3 separate regions of the Mus musculus genome follow, and all the other regions are linked to region 2. The links are chromatin contacts, called in public HiChIP or PLAC-seq maps. All regions are on one chromosome and are shown on one strand. The core of a region is the stretch at or near the end of the contact, and the rest is flanking DNA. Distances in the headings are between cores, read along the strand shown. Region 1 overlaps Nmt1 (N-myristoyltransferase 1). Region 2 overlaps Map3k14 (mitogen-activated protein kinase kinase kinase 14). Region 3 overlaps Plekhm1 (pleckstrin homology domain containing, family M (with RUN domain) member 1).

Evidence for each region. HiChIP or PLAC-seq counts read pairs in DNA pulled down with a chosen protein or histone mark.
Region 1: a FOXA1 HiChIP or PLAC-seq map of pancreatic cancer cells shows a contact between it and region 2. The contact joins two enhancer-like sites. A contact is called at or near these places in 4 of 39 promoter capture datasets (the C10 cell line, embryonic stem cells, neutrophils and 1 more), 1 of 115 datasets of contacts at active chromatin or transcription factors (pancreatic cancer cells) and 2 of 9 other capture datasets (adipose tissue and liver).
Region 3: an HNF4G HiChIP or PLAC-seq map of pancreatic cancer cells shows a contact between it and region 2. The contact joins two enhancer-like sites. A contact is called at or near these places in 2 of 39 promoter capture datasets (the 3T3-L1 cell line and pre-B cells), 1 of 484 Hi-C or Micro-C datasets (CD8 T cells), 2 of 115 datasets of contacts at active chromatin or transcription factors (microglia and pancreatic cancer cells) and 3 of 9 other capture datasets (adipose tissue, liver and pancreatic islet).

The regions. Positions count from the first base shown.
Region 1 is chr11:103,055,560-103,059,213 of GRCm38.p6, forward strand. It overlaps Nmt1 (N-myristoyltransferase 1), which reads left to right. Exons shown (of 12, transcript NM_008707.4): 6 at 824-940; 7 at 1,806-1,976; 8 at 2,646-2,754. Among named protein-coding and RNA genes, the nearest start is that of Gm42090, 9.7 kb to the left of the region's middle. Within about 2 kb of position 1,287, at least 32 of the 459 cell types and tissues checked have an H3K27ac peak or open chromatin away from gene starts, as enhancers often do. A contact at or near this core is called in pancreatic cancer cells, where this site is marked.
Region 2 is chr11:103,224,183-103,227,831 of GRCm38.p6, forward strand. It overlaps Map3k14 (mitogen-activated protein kinase kinase kinase 14), which reads right to left. Exons shown (of 16, transcript NM_016896.3): 10 at 3,350-3,513; 11 at 2,805-2,955; 12 at 1,108-1,440; 13 at 852-958; 14 at 64-208. All of the region lies in intron 2 of Gm34823 (a long non-coding RNA gene), which reads left to right. Among named protein-coding and RNA genes, the nearest start is that of Gm34823, 7.4 kb to the left of the region's middle. Within about 2 kb of position 2,194, at least 16 of the 459 cell types and tissues checked have an H3K27ac peak or open chromatin away from gene starts, as enhancers often do. A contact at or near this core is called in pancreatic cancer cells, where this site is marked.
Region 3 is chr11:103,385,002-103,388,833 of GRCm38.p6, forward strand. It overlaps Plekhm1 (pleckstrin homology domain containing, family M (with RUN domain) member 1), which reads right to left. Exons shown (of 12, transcript NM_183034.2): 5 at 1,957-2,347. Among named protein-coding and RNA genes, the nearest start is that of Arhgap27, 23 kb to the left of the region's middle. Within about 2 kb of position 2,025, at least 41 of the 459 cell types and tissues checked have an H3K27ac peak or open chromatin away from gene starts, as enhancers often do. A contact at or near this core is called in pancreatic cancer cells, where this site is marked.

The sequences.
Region 1 (3,654 bases), core at 37-2,536, 170 kb before region 2:
AAATAAATTGCTAGAGGGAGACATGCAGAGTTGTTTCCCAGCAAAGACCATATACTCCATGGTGACTTTCTCAAGGGGAGAAGAGCAGAAGAGCCCTTAAGATTGGAAAGAAAGTTCCTTACAATCCAGTTATTGAGCATGCTCAATTATAGAAAAAGTCTATCCTGGATAAACCATCTGCTATCCTGGGCTACACTCAACCTCTCAGCAGATAGAGGCACGAGGCTGAAGTGGAGCAGGATCACCCTGGGAGGTAGGGAAAGCAGAAAGGAGCGATGCTGAGAGGCGGGACAGAGCCCAGGGTCTCAGAGCACCGTGTAGTTCCTTACCAAAGGACGACTGGCTCTTTGCGTAGAAGACCTCCAGTCCAAGCTTTGAGATGAACATAAAGGCTGGGCGTGGTGGCACACACCTTTAAAATCGGCACTCGGGAGGCAGAGACAGAGACAGGCAAATCTCTGTGTGTTCGAGGCCAGCTGAGGCTACACCATAAGAACCTGTTTCAAAAAACAGAAACACAGAACCTAGCATACGGCTGTACTTAAAAGGCTGAACCAGAATGGTCACAAGGTTCAGGCCAGCCTAGGGGACCTACAGAACCTTGTGTGGTGCTGTAGTGTGGTACCAAGGAACTTGCCTGGAATGTATGTGCGAGACTGGGCACCATCTGCAGCACAAGAAGGTGCTGTGAGAAACGGTTGTGTCTTGATGTGTTGGTGTCCAGGAAGTCTTGGTCCTAAAGAGAATACAGTTGCTAACCCCAGGTGTTAGTACCTGCCTGCTATGAGCAGTGCCACAGCTCCTGTCCCTGTCTCTGTTCCAGGGCTCTCCGGCCACCAGGTTGGCTCCCACAGTGGCACTGTGGGGTCCGAGTGGTCTCAAGTCGGAAACTGGTTGGGTTCATCAGTGCCATCCCAGCAAACATCCACATCTATGACACGTAAGCACCAGCCCTGTGGCCATCATCTTGCCGGTTTTGGAAGAGGAAGGCTACGCAGTCACTGTTGGAGGAGGATGGAGGGGCTGGTGGAGTGGAGGCATCTGTGTATTGGGAGTGACACTAGTCATAGAACCACATGTTCTGACATACATGGTGGCGCACACCTTTAACCCCAGCACATGGTGGCAGAGGCAGGTGGAGCCCTGTGTTCAAGGCCAGCCAAGGCTACATAGTGAGGCTATCTCTAAGTTGTAGCTGGTAGCCTTGTCTGTGACCTGTAGTGAGGCCATCCACGCCTGCATTCCTGCCCCAGTCACACGCTGACACACTGAGCAGCGTCAGAAATGGGCAGGAGCCAGTGTGACTCAGGCTCAGATGGTTTCACAGTCATCTGCGGCCATCTTCTGGGTGTACAGGCTGTAAATTCATGTGAGAACCAAAACCTTGGAGTATCTGCCGGCACTGGGACACACCTGTAATCTAAGCTTGGGTCAAGGCTGGCCCGAGTTACTTAGCAGGTTCAAGATCAGCCTTGTCTCCTATCTAGATGAGCCTTGATTTACTCTGGGGTTTCTCCATTGCTTGCCTCAGGTGGGCCTCCCAGCCCACTCTCAGGATTCCACAGGGCAGTGCTAGGGGTGCCCTCAGAGAAAGGCATTTGAAGGCGCCCCCGTCTGTTTTGAAGTAGATGGTGTGAGGCAAGCTTGCCAAGGAGAAAGTGGTAGTGGGTGGGGTCCCCAGTAGTGACTACTCAATGGAGACTACAGCCGAGTGCATCCCTTCGAGTGAGGTTTGCCTGCTTGGCAAGATTCCTCTTACGTTGAATGGGGAAAGTTGTGAAAGTCAGCAATTTGCCTCTCTTCAGAGAGAAGAAGATGGTGGAGATCAACTTCCTGTGTGTCCACAAGAAGCTGCGCTCTAAGAGGGTGGCTCCAGTTTTGATCCGAGAGATCACCCGGCGGGTCCACCTGGAGGGCATTTTCCAAGCTGTTTACACTGCCGGAGTGGTGTTGCCAAAGCCTGTGGGCACCTGCAGGTAAGAGTTGCTTCCTGCAGGTCCTGGGAATGCAGGGGAGGAGGAATGTCCCCGAGACACAGCATTGCCCTTTTCTGGGCCAAGTTTTTTTGGGGATGGGGTACTGGAAAGAGGCAGATGGAGAAGATTTCGGAATGTAGGGAGAGTATGGTTCAGGGAGTGGGAAGAAAGATTAGACATTGTCGAATTGGGATTGCCAGCAGTTAGAGTGGGGGGAGGGGTTATGAATATTTTGTGGATCAAGGGGAGCTTGTCTGATGATCCCTGTGTAATCTAAGGATGACCTCCATCTTAGAAAGTTGTTTGAAACAATTGAATCCTCTCTGCCTAGAGAGCTGCATAAATAATAACTGCAGGAGAGTACAGAGCAGGCGGGAGGGGGAGCGAGCGCCTGCCTGCCAGTCTCCTGGGCATTGTCAGCCTTCCCCTGGCCTGATTGCCGGAGAGAGGATTGTGCTCCCCAGACACCTGATCTAACAAGGAATGGCTTCTGAAATGGAAGAGCAGGGAGGGAAGATTCCCTGGCCCCCTGGAGGAAGCTGAGGCTGCTCTTCTAGAGAGGGGCTGCCTCATGACACCTGCTATCACCTTGAGGTCCCCTGCCCTTGTCCTCTTAATGAGTGGGACTACCCAGAGTCCTCTGAGGCCAGGACATTTATGTTCCTACAGGTACTGGCATCGATCCCTAAACCCTCGGAAGCTGATTGAAGTGAAGTTCTCCCATCTGAGCAGAAATATGACCATGCAGCGCACCATGAAGCTCTACCGACTGCCAGAGGCCAGTGGTGCCCCGGGGTGGTGGGCAGGAGCGAGGGTGTGGGAGAGGTTTCCACTCACCAGCCCCTAGTCTCCAGGCTCTTGTGCCTTACTGTCCACAAAGGTTTGTTTTTGTTTTCTATTCTTGGCTCTCCTGCCTCGTCTATGCCTGGCTTAGTAGCCCTGCTGTCTGCTGCTGGGCTCAAAGAAGACTGCTTCCCTGTAATTTTAGCCTAAGTGAAGTGTAGATAGAAAATGGATCTCTTTACTAACCTTCATCTCTGTCTGTCCTACATAGTCCAGAGACTAGTCAGCTCTCAAGTGTCCACTCCCTCTGCCAAGGCAGGCAGGGGAGGGCTGCAGAGCTCGTGAGAGAAGCCAGATTTCTAATCCTTCCCCTATACCCAGAATTGGCACTGAGGGACTGGACAGCCTGAAGTAACCAGATCTTCAATTCTAGATCTCAGTCTGCCTACTTCCCCCCAAGTGTCCTGTTCTCCAGCCATGCCTGCCTCAGGACACTGGGCCGTGAGCTCTTTAGTTCCCTTCAGTGGCCTCAGCACATCCACCAGGTGGTGTCACTCACACCAAGTGCTTGCTGCTCAGAGGACTGCAGCTCGAATCTGTTGATCCCCATGTGCTCAGCTTGTTAAGGGCACAGGACTGGGTTAGGGTCATTATCCTGTCTTGAGAGAGTCCTTCAGTCTAGTTCCATATTGACAAAGTAGGTGTGGAAAGCTGCTGTGTGTGTGTGTGTGTGTGTGTGTGTGTGTGATCCCAGCACTCAGGACTAGGAAGATCAGGAGATCCAGGGCAGTCTTGGCTAGATAACAAGTTTGAGGCCAGCCTAAGCTACAGGAAACCCTGTCTTGGGGGGTGGGGAATAGGGGCTTTGGGAATGTCTTTCCCTGGGTGTCATCCC
Region 2 (3,649 bases), core at 944-3,443:
CTTCTCCGCCCCTCCCTGGATCCCGGCAGGACTGGGCTGGAAGAGGGGAGAAGCAGACCGTACCGTTGAAGTAGCTCGGGATGTCAGTAGGCCGCCCCCGGGCCAGCGCCGTGCTGCAGCTGCAGGTTCTTGCCTCAGCTTGGCTGTTCCAAGAGTGCACGCCAGAACTCAGGGTGTCCCGTGAGCTCTGAGAGGCCTTCGATGGATTCTGAACACAAAGGCAGGCACAGACTCAGGAAACCGTCTCTGGCCCTGGTTTCCTTGGAACAAGAGGAACTGACCTTCTCTTAGGGTCAGACCCGCCAGTCCTATGACAGACCCAAGGTACATTTCTATGTGGGACCAAAGCTACCGCTCACTCTCCAGACTACCTAAAGCCTTTCCTGATTCAGGGTTAGGGTTAGGGTCAGGGTCAGGGTTAGGGTTAGGGTGGAAGGCATCCTGTCTCAAGCTGGGGCACAAGCAAGGAGGGTGAAGGCGTGTTTCTCTCTATAGAGTCCCAGCAAATGTAACTCATATGTAATAGAAGGCAGACCAACATATGTGTGTTATTAGTAAAAAAAAAAAATAATCATTTATCACGGGCCCTTTTCCTGTTTGTTTTAGTAGAACATCCTTTTACCCGTGTCTGCTTTAGCCAAACTTTCCTTGATGAGTCTGCCTTAGCCTTCCACCGGTGTGAAACAGAAAAACACTCCTTCACCTGTTTGCCCCAGCAAAACACCGTCCAATGCAACGGACTCTCCAGAGTATCCTCAAGTTCCCACCTCAGGGTGACCTCATGGCCCCTGCTCTGTCTAAGGCCTTTGCGTGGGCCAGCAGGCTGCTCGGTCGGTCGGCCGGCCACTCACCTTTTCACTGTCATCTGACAGCGAGAGGCTGTCGATGCTGAGGCAGGAGAGGATTTGTTCCTGTTCCTCCAGAGAGAACGGCTGGGACAGGCTGTTGAGAAACAGTTCTGCAGGGGGAAGCGGGGAGAGGGAGACAGCGTGAAGGGTTGGAGGAATTACTTCCCAAGGTACCCCCTGCACAGCCTGCAGGAGCAGGCCTGGCAGGGGAGGTGGGGTGGGGGTGGGGCGAGGGGCGTGGCCACAGCTGAGCGCCCACCTATCTCCAGTTGCTGTAGCTCCAGCTCTGGCAAGGTTGCCCTCCGGTCTGGGAAGCTGGGGCCTTTGGCAGTGGCTGGGTCCAGGGAGGACAGAGGCAGGGGTTCCCATGTGCCAGACTCCTCCTTGCTCAGGTTCAGGGCTGGCGCTTTGCTCGGTTCTGGTGGTTCTGGCGGTAGAGGAGGCTGAGGCTCAGGAGCCCCGTCTGTGTTGGCCTTGGCTGGTGGGTTCTCTCTCGGCGGAGTAGGTAGGGTCTGGTGGCAGGTGGCTTGGTCTTGGGGTGGAGGTCTTGGTTCTTTATATTCTCCTTTCCAAGGGCTTTTCAGACCTCCCACTGTAAGAGAGAAAGGCACCCGAGGTGAGGGGGGAAATGTGCAGGCATGCAGACACCAGCCCAGGAAGAACGGCCTATCAATTAAAAAATTAAATTATGGGCGTATATGTGTTGGTTATGTGAGTGCGGTGCCCATAAAGGCTGGAAGACGGACACCAGATATCCTGGAGCTTCAGTTTCAGGTGGTTCTCCACCACTGGGCCTGGGTGCTGGGAACTGAACTCCGGTCTTTGGGTCTTCCCCCGATGTACGCTTAACTGCTCAGCCATCTTTCCAGTCCCAGCCTTTGTCCTTTAACTGCCACTGGTCTCCTGCCCATTGCTGAGTTACATTCTGTTAAGCTCCATTCCTGACTCACTCTCTCTTTTTTATTTGAGACGGGGCTTTGCTTTGTAGCCCAAGCGGGTGCTGTATCTTAAAGTCCTGTTTGTCTCTTAGCTATGATCACAGACATGCTACCTCCACATGTTTCAGTACCCCACCCCCCTGTGTGTGTGTGTGTGTGTGTGTGTATGTGTGTGTGTGTGTGTGTGTGTGTATTTGAGACAAGGCTTCACTGTGTAGTCCTGGCTGGCCTTGAACTTACAGAGGCTGCTCTGCTTCTCAAGAGTAGGGGAAAAGGCTACCACATTTGGTCCTTTTTTATTGTTTTATTTATTTTTTAAAACAATATGTCATTCTATATCCCAGGCCTCAAAGTCCAACAATCGTCTCTGCCCCGCCTTTTAGGAAGGGGGATTCCAGGCCTGAGGCAGCTTGCCCAGAGTACGATGGGTGTTGCTTTCTTTATTGATTTTTTAACTTGCAATGGAGCTCTTATGGTGCAGGCCTCCTCTCGGGGGTTCTTCTCACTGAGTGCTCGCCACCTACGGCTTTCAGCTCAGTTCCCGTACTCACTCTGTGCATATGGAGCGGTATGGAGCGGTTGTAAGTGCTGGGTGATGTCCCAGCCCCAATCACCTGCTTTCCCCTTGAGGGGCTCTTAAGCCCTCTCTCCTCCCTCTAGCCAACAAGGCTATAGTGCACCAGGAGAGGAAGGTTTGGGTCGGCCCGAGTGCTACCAGGTTCCCTCTAGCGTGGCTGCAGCGTCAGTACCCTCCCGGTGCCCAGGGAGTCCTGTGCCCGCGGTCCCACCAGCACCTGGTATTGCCAATTTTCTGGCTCTTGACATGTGAGTGGCTACTGGGCATGTGTGGCTTTAATTTGCACTCTGAGTCACCTTTCCGTGTCACAGCCCCTCCTCCTCCATGTCCCAAGCCACCACCCCAAGCTTTCTAGGACTGAGGGGAGATGGGGGATTGAGGCTGTTTCTCCCTTCCCTCTGCACACTGCTCTCCGCTGACGCAGGCACACAGGGCTCTCACCTTCCTGTAGTGCCTTGCCCACTTTCCTCCGAAGCTCCATGGCAGATGCTCGGTGGACGGGCTCTTTCCTCAGCCCCTCTTGGATGGCCTGGGCTGTGAGGGGTGCGCAGGAAGGTGGGATCTCCCTGATCGGTGGAGGCTCGCTGGCAATCTAGAGGCCAAAAGGCGACATTCAAGGCCTGCTTCCTCCTCCTTCCCCTGTCACATCTCATGTTCGCTCTCCACCAATCCCTCCTTCCCTACGCTTGATTGGGGGTCTGCTATAAGGAGGGAGAGGACTGCACTACAGCCAGTGGAAAGGCTCCTAGAACACGGAAACCTGCATCCAAATAGGACAGGACAGTGCCTGGCAACAAGATACCATGTCCTCCAGACTTAGTCTAAAGGATGCTGGGAGTGGGGGTGGGGGTGGTGGGCTGGTGGGCAACAGGCAGAAGGGACCTGCCATTGCTCACATCTGTCACAGACGAACAACTGTCACTAGCCTGTGGCCTGGGCCCGTAGCTGCCGGCCTCCCTGCACAGCTGTTTGGGGCCATTGCTGACCTTGAGACAAAGCGGGCCTCGGAAGTACTGAGTCCAGGGGTGGCAGCCGTTGAGCATGTGGAGCATCATGCAGCAGCTGCTCCAGATGTCCACCTTGGCATCGCAGGGCTTTCCCATCACCACTTCTGGTGCCATGTGGGTCTCCGTGCCAGGAATGTAGTCCCCTGAGGGCACAGGGCGGGAGGTAGAATCATCATGAATTCAGTGCCCACTCAACTTAGTTCCTGGGCTGCCCCAGGTGGAACACTAAGTTACAAGTGGTTTTGTTACTATTGTGTGGATGTGTGCAGGGGCATATGC
Region 3 (3,832 bases), core at 775-3,274, 160 kb after region 2:
CAGAGGACCCTGGTTTGATTCTCAGAACCCATATGGGAACTCACAATCATCTGAAAAATCAAACTCCAATGTCAGGGTATCCAGTGCCCTCTTCTGGCACTGTGGCTACCAGAAACGCTTGTGGTGCGCATACATACATGCATGCAAAATACCCATACACATAAAATAAAAATTAAAGCAAAATAAAATGTGATGATGTCTCACAAAAGATAAAACGGCCTTATACAGCCAAATGAAAAGGTAGTCCTTACTCACCAGAAGCACACAGAATAAAAACACCACAATCTAGCACTTCTCATCCACCAGGATGGCTATAATAACAGACTCATTTGAAACTAAGTAATTACAACTGTTGGTAAGGATGCTGGAAAAATACATTGGTGGAGACGTAAACTAGGGCAGCTGCTTTGGAAAACAATTTGACAGTTCCACAAAAAAGTTAAATATAGAGTTACTATATAATCCAAAAATTCTACTAATAGAATTTTATGTGTCTAAGAGAATTAAAAACATATGCCCGTATAAATTCTTGTACACCATATTTACAACATTATTTGTAATAACCAAGAAGTGTTAATAATTCAAATGCCCACCATACATAAATACCGCATGACCTAGTCACACAATGAAAAATGCCACCGGCTGCTTATTCCTCAGCAGTGACAGAGGTGAAGAACTGCTACATGTTGCAACATGGGTGAACCTTTTTGCTGACTTATTTTTGAGTCAGGCTCTTGTCATGTAGACTAAGTTGGCCTCATGATCTTCCTGCCTCTCCCTCCTGTGTGACAGGGTAAGAGGCACAAGCCATCACACTCAATTTTTAAAATATCATGCTTAGGGGCGCAGGGGATGGCTCAGTCAGTAAAATGCTTGCCAGACAAAGATGAGGACCTAACTGAGGGTCCCCAGCGCCCATGTACAAAGATGGATGAAGCAGCACACCGTTGGCCTCCGAATGTATATGTGCACATACGCAAATGCTGAAGCCAAACCCCAAACAGACAGTTAGTCTTGTTTAATTCGTCAGAACAGACAAATCTATTGAGACCAAACAGTGATGTTATCTGAGGTTGAGGGAATGACTGCTAACGTTTCTTTAAAAGAAGGACTGAAGTATTCTAAGATTAGATTATAGAGATAGCTACATGACCCAAACAAACTAAAAAGTACTGAATTATACTCTTATATGGTGTGTGAACTATACCCTAATAAATCAATTAACTGTGGTATCTAAATCTAGATTGGCCACATTTTTCTTTCTCTTTCTTTTTTTTTGAAACAGCATCTCACTCTGGAGCTTTTAATTCATGACCCTTCTGCTCCTGCCTCAGAGCACTGAGATTATAGGCATGCATGACCATGACCATCTGGGGACAGGACATATGCGAGTGACCAAGAGCCACTGTTGGTATAGTGACTGCCACATCTGACCACAAAGTTCACAAACTGGTTCATGTTGAAAAAAATTAGATTTTAAGTATTAAAAAGAAAGTCAAGTCTCAGGCGGGTGAAACGGCTTCTCCAACAGTGTAAACTCGTGAATGGTGGTAGTTAGGATTAGAACAGTGCTGTGCCTGCCTGTAACTGTAATGCCAACACCTGGGAAACTGAGACAGTATTGAGAGATCACACGTCAGAGGCCAACCTGGGATACAGAGCGAGCCCAGTCTTAAAAACAACAACAACAAAACCCCAAGCAGAGTGTGATATCAGAAGGGAACCCCTTTTTCATGGACTGGTTGTGAAGGCGAGGGGTAATATTTGTGGGACTCAATCAGCACAAAGCCTGGCTCATCTCCACGACTGACACCCAAAATCATTACCACGCCATTACCACTGCCCACTCAGGGACAGGCATGCTCATACGCCGGTAGAACCACTCTGGGTCACCAGATGGACAAACTTCAGCTTAGAGTTATTTCCGAGATTTCCCTGAACAGCCTGCACACTCACCGGACTCGTAGGAGAGGAAACCACAAGCTTCGGTCCGACTCTGCCATACTCCAGGGCCTTCCAAGGGCCACTCCCTTGGCCAGCTGCTCCACCCACAGGACTAGAAGGCTGCTGGTCTGAAGTGCTCTGTGCAGGGCCAGCTTGGGCAGTGCCTAGCTGCTTCTCGTCTGGGGTCTCCTGGGGCAGTAGCTGATGCTTATGGCCACCACTTGATGTCCCAGAGGATTTGTGGGCAGGAAAGAGCTCTTCAGATCCCTCAAAGTGCAGGTGTGTGCTGGTAGCTAGGCTATGGAGGGAGAGGGGCGTCTGGAACATGGGGGTGTCTGGCTCTTGGTTTGGTCCGCTGCTTGGTGCAGAATTTACCTGGGCTTTGCTGAATTCCGACAACACCCTAGAAGTTTGAAAGCAGACAAACAGAGAAACAAAGAGACCGCTGTGACAATTTGATGGTTAGGATGCCCACGATGACTGCAGCAGTGGTAAGACCAGAAAGCCACTGATTATCAAAAGCAAACAAAGCATCACTCACTGCATTCCTCGACTCCCACATAGCCCTCCTCTCAAATTCCTCACTGAGGCTTGGACTTGGGCATGGTGGGCAGCAGATGACCAGGGGCCCCATCTCAGGTGGCACAATCAGATAGCAGGAATGAGAATCTGATGTGAGTGGAAATCGACTCCTCTCTGAAGAGGCTAACTGTGGGTCTGGAGAGTTTGCTTGGCCAAACACAGTTATATGGTCAATGGCTCCCCTCATCTGTGGCAGAGCCTCCAGAACAGGTAATGTCTCAGAGTGGGTCCCTCAATAGCTAAGAGCTGAGGCCCCAAAAGTCTGCTCTCTGCGACAGGGAACAGATGAGGTGAGGATGTACTTTGACACAGGACAGTCATGGAGCACCAGGGCTGGAGTGAGGTGGAATGGCCTCTTCAAGGTTGACTAGATAAGCTTCCTGTCCCCCGAATCACGCCTGGGACTCAGTGATTTCCCAAATGGTGTGGAAGGGTGCACAAACACACAGGGCGTAACTCACTAAGCATCCTTGTGGGGTTACCGCCCCTTGTCCTCTTTGAGGGGTCACAGAGAGTCAACATTCCTGCCTTTGTATACATATACACTTCTGGGCCTTCTGGAATGTGCCCTGGCTAGTGACTGCTCCTCCCTCTCCTGGGAATCCAAGTTCCCTTTCTAGAATAAACTATTTGTTATCTCCTCTTTCACTTACAAAACATATATGCTATGGATAAATGCTGGTTCAAACAGCAACAAGGCTTTTGACTGGAGCCCAAAGATGGTATTGAGTTGGCCCCACTGGCTTAGATGGAGTAAGCTCCCCTTAAGGAAAGAATCTTAGAACGCAAAGTGCTTGCCTGGTCACCGGAACCAGAGTTCAGCTCTTACCTACACCACCCCAATCCCACCTACATTCCAAGACAATGGAGTCTGCAGGCTTCACCGACCCATTCCATTATAAACAAGTGACTTTCCCACAGATGCCAAGACACTTCAGTGGGTATAGGAACAGGCTTTCAGTAAATAGGGCTATGAAAAGGGGTCAATCACAAAGAAAAGAATACAGCTGGTATGCTATCTCACACCACATATATAAAGAATACAGCCAGTATGCTATCTCACACCACATATATAAAGAATACAGCCTGTATGCTATCTCACACCACATATATAAAGAATACAGCCTGTATGCTATCTCACACCACATATATAAAGAATACAGCCTGTATGCTATCTCACACCACATATATAAAGAATACAGCTGGTATGCTATCTCACACCGCACATATAAGTAACCAAGTGCATTAAAGACCTACACAAGAGCTAAAGCTATAAAACTCTCAGAAGAAAACCTAGGTATAAATG